Linked DNA regions of Gossypium hirsutum: all the other regions are linked to region 2. A link is a contact called in public Hi-C data. All regions are on one chromosome and are shown on one strand. The core of a region is the stretch at or near the end of the contact, and the rest is flanking DNA. Distances in the headings are between cores, read along the strand shown. Region 1 holds the start of LOC107892366 (tyrosine-specific transport protein). Region 2 holds the start of LOC107892437 (apyrase 2-like). Region 3 holds the start of LOC107892421 (NAC transcription factor 29-like).

Region 1 (3,357 bases), core at 695-3,194, 220 kb before region 2:
TGGTGAATTCTATGCTCCTAATTCTTTAATTTTATATTTTATACTTAGGTGAGTATAGGAGAGTAAAAAGAGCAAGAAACAGGCCGAAAATGGAGAAAATGGACCCAAATGGGAAATCAACACGGCCTGGACTTCCTCACACGGGTAAGCCACACGGCGATGTCCATTTGGCAAGATCGAAGCACGACTTACACGGGTAGACTACACGTCCGTGCCTATTTAATAGCCTTGACCACGGGCTGGAGCAATCGCACACGGGCGTGTCCTTGTCAAGCCCAAGTATAGTCCTATTCGGAAAAGGCCACTTTTGAGAGCTCTTAGGTATTCAAAAGCCTATTTAAACACCTGAGGAGGCACTTAGAAGAGACACACGGAGTAGGAGGCAAGGAATTACTCAAGGGAAGCCGATTTGATCCATCTCAAAAGCCGGATTCATCATCAAGACTGAAGATCTCCCTTCAATTTCTATTCAGGGGTTTTTGAGTTTTCTTTATGTTTTGTTATCTTTATTCTTTGAGATGTTTTCATTTATAATTATGAACTAAACCCCCTAAATACCTAAGGAGAATGAAACCTAAGATAGATTTTGTTATTATTATCTGAATTGTACGATAAATATTTGACTTGTTCTTAATTATATGTTCTTAATTCTTGCTTTAATATTCCAGGATATTGATTCAAGTTAATGCTCTTATTCAGAGGAGGAAAAGACCCTGTCTAAGAGTAAATTTGTCGTAATTAAGCGGAGTTGATTGCACGCCTAGAGATAGGGTGACAAGATTTTGCCGGATTAGGGTGAAACCTAATAAGGGAGTCCATAGATCGAGTTAATGCAACACTAGGTGTTAATTAGAAAGAGATTTCAATTAATCAACCTAGGGTTAAACGTTATTAGTCTCGAGAGATATAATAATATAACTTAAGGATTTCTACGGATCAAGTCAAATGAATAAATCGTCTGATTCAGAGTCAAATAACAAGTGAAGTCTAAGTAGATTTTTCCTTGGGTATTGTCTTAATCAATCGAGTTTTCTCAAAAGCTTTTCCCTAATTTTCTCTCTGTGCATCCTTAGTTTAGTTAATTAGTTTAGATAAACAAACACCTTAATTTTTAGGCTAGATAATAAAAAGGAAGTAATTACTAGTACTCTTGGTTCCTTTGGGTTTGGCAATCCGGTCTTACTAAAGCTATACTACTGTTCGATAGGTACACTTACTTTCATCGTGATAATAGTTAGTTTCAAGAACGATTAATTATAAATTTTTAAAACCTGTCGCGAATATCACGTACCATGAATACATAATTATTTCATTATTTAAATTTATTTTAAATAATTAATATTTATATATTTATATTTATAATGGTTATATTTTAATATTTAAAATATAATTTATATATTCAAAACAAAATATACAAATAATTAACATTAATTCCTTAAAAATACTTAAAATTTAAGATTAATGTTGTTTCTCAAGAGCAATTTTTAACACTAATACTAAACAGTTAAATTTTAACTTATTTTTTAATAAATACTTTTTCACGATACTTTTGAAAAATTATTAAAAAAAATAATTCGAAAATAAAATGCATGCTTCATAAGTTGTTGAGTGCCAATATTGCAAATAAAAAAATATGAAAGTAGTATTTCTCTAAATCATTTTGAAAAAATAAGTAGGGATAAAATAAAATTAAAAAAATTGATTCCATATCTGTTTTAAAAATTAATTATTTTGAAGATAATAAATGTTATATTCTAAAAATATTAATTTTAAAATTCGAAAATGGAACGTGCGCCAGCAATACTTCATACCCAAAATATAAAAATGTATATTACCAAATATTTTATGAGTGTAAGCCCACTTTTAACGTGGCCCATGAAACATGGCTTTGAATGGTTGCTCTTCTTTTTTTTCTTCATGCTGCCTTTGTAACATACATTTAATATTGATGAGTCCCATTCTTCATTCTTGCCCCTCTAATTGGTCTATATAGATCCATGATCTCCTCCATATAAGGTTATTTGTACTTCCACTCTGGCAAGATAGAAGCTAAGTTTTTCCCCTGAGCCTTTCCCTGCCTATCAGCCTCCATTCAAAGATTCTCATCACTCTAGAAAGGGGAAAAAAATTAAAGTACACAAGATTCTCTAAGATTCTTTTGCTAACAAAGTTTTCTTGCCAATATGTTACTTTCTCACCATCCATCTTTCATCTCATCATTGAAGTCAAGACTCAGTCTTCCATATCTCTACACTCAGCCTCACAGGCTGTCCATTCCCTACACACCGGTATTCAAGAATAAGCCTCTTCCATTCTTTGCCATAACCCAACATTTCTTCTCTACATTACCCTCCAAGAATCACCAGCCGCTCCTTAAATCTACACCCCAAAGTTCGGCACTTCCTGTTTTTCCCCTTGATGATGAGGAACATAATGTTGAAACAGTGAACAATCAGCTACCAGAAAGATCCCAACAAGAAGACAAGAGCTTCTGGGGTGCTGTTAGTTTGATTATTGGTACGGCTGTAGGGCCTGGAATGTTGGGTTTACCCGCTGCAACGATAAAATCAGGTCCACTTCCATCAACCATTGCCATTATTCTTTCTTGGGTTTATGTTATTTCCTCCATCATTCTTGTTGCAGAACTAAGTTTTGCAGTAATGGAAGAAGAGGGTGTAGCGGAAGTGAGCTTTACTGGCCTTGCAACAAAGGCATTAGGAAGTCATTTTGGTGCTTTTGTTGCGGTCATTTATGCCTCCCTTAGTTTTTCTTTATTAGTGGCTTGTGTTTCAGGCATTGGTTCAATAGTGTGTCAATGGTTTCCTTGGATGAATTTGTTATTGGCTCATGCTTTGTTTCCACTAGCTGCTGGGACTGTTATTATGTTCTTTCCGTTCAAGGTCATTGATGTTTCAAACAGGCTTTTATGCTTCCTCATGCTTTTCTCCATTACTGCATTGGTGGCCATTGGTTTATCTGTGGCCAGAGCAAATGTATTAAGCTCCTTTGCCCATGCCTCATGGAGTCTATCATCAATTTTGCCTGCAATTCCTGTTACTGTACTCACATTAGGATTCCATGTTATCACTCCTTTTATTTGCAAGATTGCTGGAAATTCAGTATCCGAGGCTCGAAACGCAATACTGATCGGAGGGGCTGTTCCTTTAGTTATGGTTGTGTCATGGAATTTGATTGTTTTAGGACTGGCTGGAAATACCTCCCCCAAAGACCCTATATCCCTTTTACTTTCAGTGAATCCTTCTGCTTTGTCTGCAGTTCAAGGCTTTGCATTTTCTGCTTTGGCAACTAGCCTGATAGGATATGCTGTAAGCTTTCCAAAGCAAGTTCTTGATACTC
Region 2 (2,917 bases), core at 158-2,657:
CGCAACATTTAAAGTACCAGTCTTCAGCAATTCAAAGGACTTAGAATTCAAAAATACGCATGACTGAAGGATCTAAGTATACCAACCCCAACTCTAACAGGAGTTTTTGATCGCAAATCTAGTGGCACAACACTTTCTGCCTTGTCTAGAAGAGAAAGTAAAGACTTCGCTGCAGCCTGTGGATCTTTTGCATAGGAGCTCAAACCCGGTTTAAGCTGCAACAAAACAAACCACATAAAATCAATTAATGCATGGAATACAATCGCAGAGATTCAAGAAAAAGCTTCGTCTAGAACATACAAATAAATGGAAATTTTAAAAATACCAACTAACTGATGCTAGAAAATTCTCCTTTAGTCCCAATAGTAAAATCCTCTTTTAAAGCATGCAAATTCAGATTTTACATTAAAATATGCCCGTAAAGTACATTTTCTTCTTAAAAAAGCTAAAAAGAACACATGCAACAAAAAGTATTACTTTAAAGGTGCATTTTCACTAAAACTCCAGATTTAACAATATATTTATATCCTGGAAGTCAATCCCTAGGAATCTAATTCATTTCTAAATGACAACAAAAATTGTGGTAAAAAATAACAGTATATATTAAATAAAATCCACTAACATAATTAAAGCACTTGAATTATCATTTCAAAGCTTTATTTTACTCTCAAAATTCCAAATTTTAATCTTTCGCTTCTAAATTTAAACATATAATTAGAACATAGAAAATCAAATCCTACTTAAAAGATTCGAACAAATTCAACATTAAATATATAAATAATGTCACCAAAACGATTAAAGAGAAAAACAAATGATAATAAAATTCCCCCTTACGTTAATCCACATTCTAAATGAATAAGTAATTTGCGTTTCTTAAAAACTAAAAGGAATAATTAAAAACGTAAAATCTGGCCAGAATATATATTTTGAAAAAGATTGGCAGTTCAAAAGGCTCTAATTCCTAGCAAATCTATCAACAAAATACTACAATTACATTAGCACTCAAATTATCGTTTTGTAAACCTGCATTACAGGCCAATATATTTTTCAGCTTTAAAAAATATTGTAGAATTATAGGAAAATAATTTACCTGTTCAAAAAGCTCTAATTCAGAGCCAATTGGAACAAGATCCAAATTCTGATCAAAACAATAAACATGAACTCGACTCCCGGAACTCCCCGCATCAAAAATCACCGCATAATTCCTATTCCCTCTCGAATTCGCCCCCACTTTCCTGCTATTGATCTCGATCTCCTCCATCACGGCCGTATCCGTAGAAGATTTCCCCGGCATGACATACAAAACAAAGGTTACGAGCAAGATAGGGATGGCGATCACCAGCAAAACGCCTCGATATCTATGGATCTGGTCGGAGATGGAGTCGTGTCTCGCCAATGAACGCTTCATCTTTTCAGGGTGATCCGTGGTCCCGTTTCCGGTGGGGGATATTGCGCCTCCGTTTGCAAAGGACTCGAATAACTCGGCCGAGGATGGTGTTCTGTACCGGATCTTTCCGTTCCCGGAAGAAGTCGGTAATGACTCCAGATCTTCCAGTTTTCTGGATTGGGGGTATTTTCAAATTTATAATGAAATGAAAAAAAAAAAAGAATTAGCCGATCAAATAAGTTATTGATATTGAAAGGATTGGAAGAGGAAAAGAAATGTGGATCACATGGGAAAAAAAAAGAAAAAAAAGAAAAAAAAAAGGGGGGGCGGGAATGGGAATGAGAAAGAAAAGAAAAGAAAGGAGCTAATGTAGTGATAGTGACTTTGGGAGGAAGGGAGGGGAAGGAAAGGGACGGCGAGAGATTAGGGAGGGAGGGAGGGAGGGAGAAATTAAACGTAAAGAGGAGGATTCATTATTTGCTAAGCTAGATCCAGGCCCAGCCGTATATCAATCACCGCATGTGTTAAAAATAAATACATCTATTTTTGTTCTATATGAAATAAAAAGAATTTAGAAGTTGAATTTAGACAATATTGGAAATTTTCAAAATAAAAAAAAAAAGAGAGACATATTTCAGTGTTTTAACACTATTGCTTGTTTTATATTTCAAATTTATGTTTTTAATAGAATGTATTATTTTTATATTTACGATATTTATACCATAGAAACTGAATTTCCATAAAATGAAATTTTAAAATGGTAATGAAAACTGAAATGTCTCTTTTTTTGGTTAAATATTTTTGTCGGTAAAGAATTTATTTTTTCTGTAATTAGTAGTATAATATTATCAGGTGACGCCAAAGGAAATGCTTGTTTTGGTTTACACAAACACTTGTATTTATTTTTGATATTTCATTTTTATACTGAATTAATTAATTAATCAATCAAAATTAATAATACAATATAATATATATCTCCACTTTAAATACAGATCCAATATATTATATATTATAAAAACTCAATACATAAAAAATTAATTAATTAATTTATAAATATTCTTGAGCTTAAATTTTTTATCATAATAAGTTCAGATTTTATGATTGTTTCTTTTAGTAATATTATCTTTAATATTCGAACTTACATTCTTTTCTTAAGAATACAATATATCTTACCAATATATCGAACCACTTATTGAATATTTAATATATTTTTTAATAATTTTAAGCCATATATGCGTTAACGAGTTTAAGCTCTTACAGTAATTTTTTCTTCTTACTTGTATGTAAGAAACCTATACAAATTTAACCAGATTTATTTGATTGCATAATAAATTTTAAAAATAATTTTTGAAATTAATCATTTAAACATCTTTAATCATAATTAAATATTAATCGTGCGTAAAAAATCAAATATCAGGAAATAAGAAGCCACAAAACATTAACTCTGAAATTCGTATATAAGATAACCAAACTTCTTGATGCCTGCAATATTTTATGAATAGAATCAAACAATTTACATGAGAAACGCTA
Region 3 (3,293 bases), core at 274-2,773, 140 kb before region 2:
GTGCTGCTGTTACTGTAACTGCAAGAACTGTTAAGTTTCTTTGATGGGTGATCCTCATCAATGCTTGAGTATTGGCGCTTGAGCTTGTTTTCCATGTTTGGAATCGAAGGGCTCAACTGGGGAAGCTTTTGCATCATCATGCTGCTGCTGTTGTTTCCAATGGTGTAATTATTCACTAGTGGCTGCTCAAAGGTGAATGAAGTGGGATCATATCCGGATCCATTGCACTGGTTGTCTGCCAGGAAACTACTGAGCATTGAGTAATCCATAGCGTCTAACAGGTTGGAGAAGGAACAAGATTTCTGAGGCAGAAGGGCATTGGTGGTTGGAGGGCTTTTAATGGCTGCTGGTAAAAGGGCATCTTTAATGAACTGTTCTGCTTCTTCTTCCTCTAGATCTTGATCACTTGTTGCTGCTCCTATTGCTGTTGTTGAAGATAAAGCATTGGATTTCTTGTAGATTCGGCAAAGAACCCAATCATCTAACTGAAAGGAAAAAAAACAGAGAAAAATGAACTCATGTATGTCAGCCACAGAGAAATTTCAATCATTTCATCATTTGCAGGCATGATTTTTAAGAACATTAATAAGAAAATGATAAATGTGAGAGTATATTTAAATGTAAGGGGTAGACTTCAAATGGAATTACACCACATTACCAGCCATGAAGAAGTTATAAATCCATTATGCAAAATGCAATCATTGTTTTTTTTTTCTTTTTATTTGGAAAAGAAAAGGGAAAAAAAATCAATGTCACCATCACACTTATCAAAGCATAAGTTGAAATTTCAAGATCCTACAAAACTGTCCTAATTTTGTATACTTCGTTTTAGATATTCTTTTTCCAAAAAAAAAAAAAACTCTTGTATATGGTAAAAGGTTTCATTTTCTTGAAATGAAAATTCAATTTTGAAAGCCAAAATAAATGGAGTGCTTAAAAGATGAGGCTCACCCTCATGGAGGAATCTTTGGACTTGAGTGGTCTATTGTTGAAGTTGGAATTAGGGTTATCTGCAAGTCGATATTCATGCATGATCCAATCGGTCTTCATCCCCTTAGGAGGCCTTCCTTTGTAAAAAACCAGAGCTTTCTTCACACCAATATTCTCTTGCACTTCTCCTCTTCTATCTGCCATTGAAGAGGTAACTATAACCTTATCCGTGCCGGTTGCTTTCCAGTAGCCGGAGGCTGCTGCCCTGTTCGGCCTTGCACCGTTAGGGTACTTACGATCTCTAGGACTGAAAAAGTACCATTCTTTCTCACCAAACGCAGCTTTACCTGATAAAAAAAACACATCGTTAAAAAAAAAAAGCTTTGAAACATGGCATGAAGATAAACATGAAAAAGGGTTCTGACCTGGTAAATCCCAGGGATCAAACTTGTAAATATCAACGTCGGCGATGATGGAAACAGGGAAAGGAGAGGAAGTGATTTTCTTCTTTAGATAATGAAGGATGAGTTCCTCGTCCGTGGGGTGGAACCTAAACCCTGGAGGCAAACTTGATTGTGGATGCTTCATGTTCATATATAACTTAAAAGAAAGCTGAAGATGAACTGAAACAAAGGAAGTAGAGATGAAGCGCAGCAAAACGAAAGGGAGATGAATTGAAGCAAAAGCAACTCAAAGAGGAAGAAGGGGATTGAAATTTTTGGGAGGGGAGGAAGGGTTGGCATTTTATGGATGTAGGATTTTTGTCGTTATGCGGAAAAAAGAGAGAATAATTAAAAAAAAAGAAAAAAGAAAATGAAATGAACGGAGGGGATTAGGCCAAGGCAATACTTTGGTTATTTGTTAGTGTTTTTTATTGATTATTTGAGGGAGGGTCCTACTCCCACGCCAAGTGCCAGCTATTGAGAGCTTTGAAACTGAAGATTATTGGTTTTGCTTTCCAATTTTTGTCTGCACCTTAAAGATGGCGGCTCAACGAAATGACATCATTTTCTTTGACATCTATCTTTGCCACGTGTCCACTTTCCAATTTTTTGGCCTCAATGGATATATTCCTTTACCATTAGTGTTATTGAGGTTAGGTTTGAATAAGAAATATCTTTCAGTTGTTTAGATTTAACCGAGTCAATTTAAATTACTAAAGTTTTATATTATATCAAAATTGACTAAAATTGTTAATGTCTTCTTGAAGAAAAAAAAAAGGTTGGAGGTTATTTGTGTTTTGTACTTAGAGATGGTTTCATTGTGATTTCCATCAAGAAATAGTTAAAGTAATTGGGAGGGAATGATTAAGGAAAGCATATAGGGGCTTTATGTAAAGGTTTCCAGCTACTTCTTTCATGTGATTGATATGAGCAAGCATCTTTCTTTGGCAAGGTTGTACCTCTAATCTTTTTGTTGATCCTGCATCTTGATTTATGTCACATATAATTGTTGCACTTAATAGTTTATTATTGCTAAAACATTGTGTGCCAGTTGGATGATCTTAAAGCTTGGGTGTTTTGAGTTATTGGTTATTTTAAGCACGAGGCCTGTTTTCTTGGACTAGTATAACAATATGCCCCTAAGCCTGAGGTAGGTTATACAATATCTTGGTGAAAACTTGCACCAAGCTATTTGAGCTATCAAGTAATTATGGCTATTTAAGCACTTACAAACAACATATATGTTAAAATTAGTTCATTTGACTAGGTTGTATCTTGGGGGAGGGTGGCTATATAAATTATGTAGGAGCAAATCTATGGAATACAATTTGTTTGACTTGATTTATTCCTCATTCTATCGATTAATTAGGAAATTTTTTATGTAAGCCAAATAATTTGACTTGATTGCATCCCTTAAGAATATAGCTCTACCGATTAAGGGGAGCAAATATGCATAACAATTTGTTTGAGTTTGTTATATCTCTCGAGGTATTTTGTTTTATCGATTAAGTAGGAGCAAATATGTGAAAGTTAAATTATTTGACTTGATGACATCCCCTACTAGGTTTAGCTTTATGGACTGAGTGGGGGCAGATTTGTGGAAGTCAAATTGTTTAACTTGATTAAAACCCTTAAGAGATTTAACTTTACTGATTAAGTGCAAGCAAATCTATGAAACTCAAATTGTTTAACTTGATTACATCTCTTAAAGAGTTTAGCTCTATCGATTAAATGGGAGCAAATTTATGAAAGTTAAATTGTTTGACTTGATTTCATTTCTGTTAGCTCAAATTGTAACACTCCAAACCCGACTCTTAAGGAAGATCTAGGAATATCGTGTCACTAACATAAAGTTGATATTTTTAAAACCAATTTTGATGTAAACCAACTTAAACTACAATTTAATTTAATATAGAATGT

The links. Hi-C and Micro-C count contacts between places; a contact is called where the count stands out from the background.
Region 1: a contact with region 2 is called in a Hi-C map of leaf, with 1.8 times the contacts expected there. The contact joins the promoter of LOC107892366 here to the promoter of LOC107892437 in region 2. A contact is called at or near these places in 4 of 34 Hi-C or Micro-C datasets (leaf and petal).
Region 3: a Hi-C map of leaf shows a contact between it and region 2, with 2.7 times the contacts expected there. The contact joins the promoter of LOC107892421 here to the promoter of LOC107892437 in region 2. A contact is called at or near these places in 10 of 34 Hi-C or Micro-C datasets (anther, callus, leaf and 1 more).

Annotation. Positions count from the first base shown.
Region 1 is chrA11:101,101,219-101,104,575 of Gossypium_hirsutum_v2.1, forward strand. LOC107892366 (tyrosine-specific transport protein) reads left to right here and starts at 1,945. Exons shown (of 2, transcript XM_016817438.2): 1 at 1,945-3,357. The coding sequence starts at 2,184.
Region 2 is chrA11:101,319,394-101,322,310 of Gossypium_hirsutum_v2.1, forward strand. LOC107892437 (apyrase 2-like) reads right to left here and starts at 1,408. Exons shown (of 9, transcript NM_001326798.1): 1 at 1,091-1,408; 2 at 87-215. The coding sequence starts at 1,408.
Region 3 is chrA11:101,177,402-101,180,694 of Gossypium_hirsutum_v2.1, forward strand. LOC107892421 (NAC transcription factor 29-like) reads right to left here and starts at 1,524. Exons shown (of 3, transcript NM_001326797.1): 1 at 1,356-1,524; 2 at 952-1,277; 3 at 1-485. The coding sequence starts at 1,524.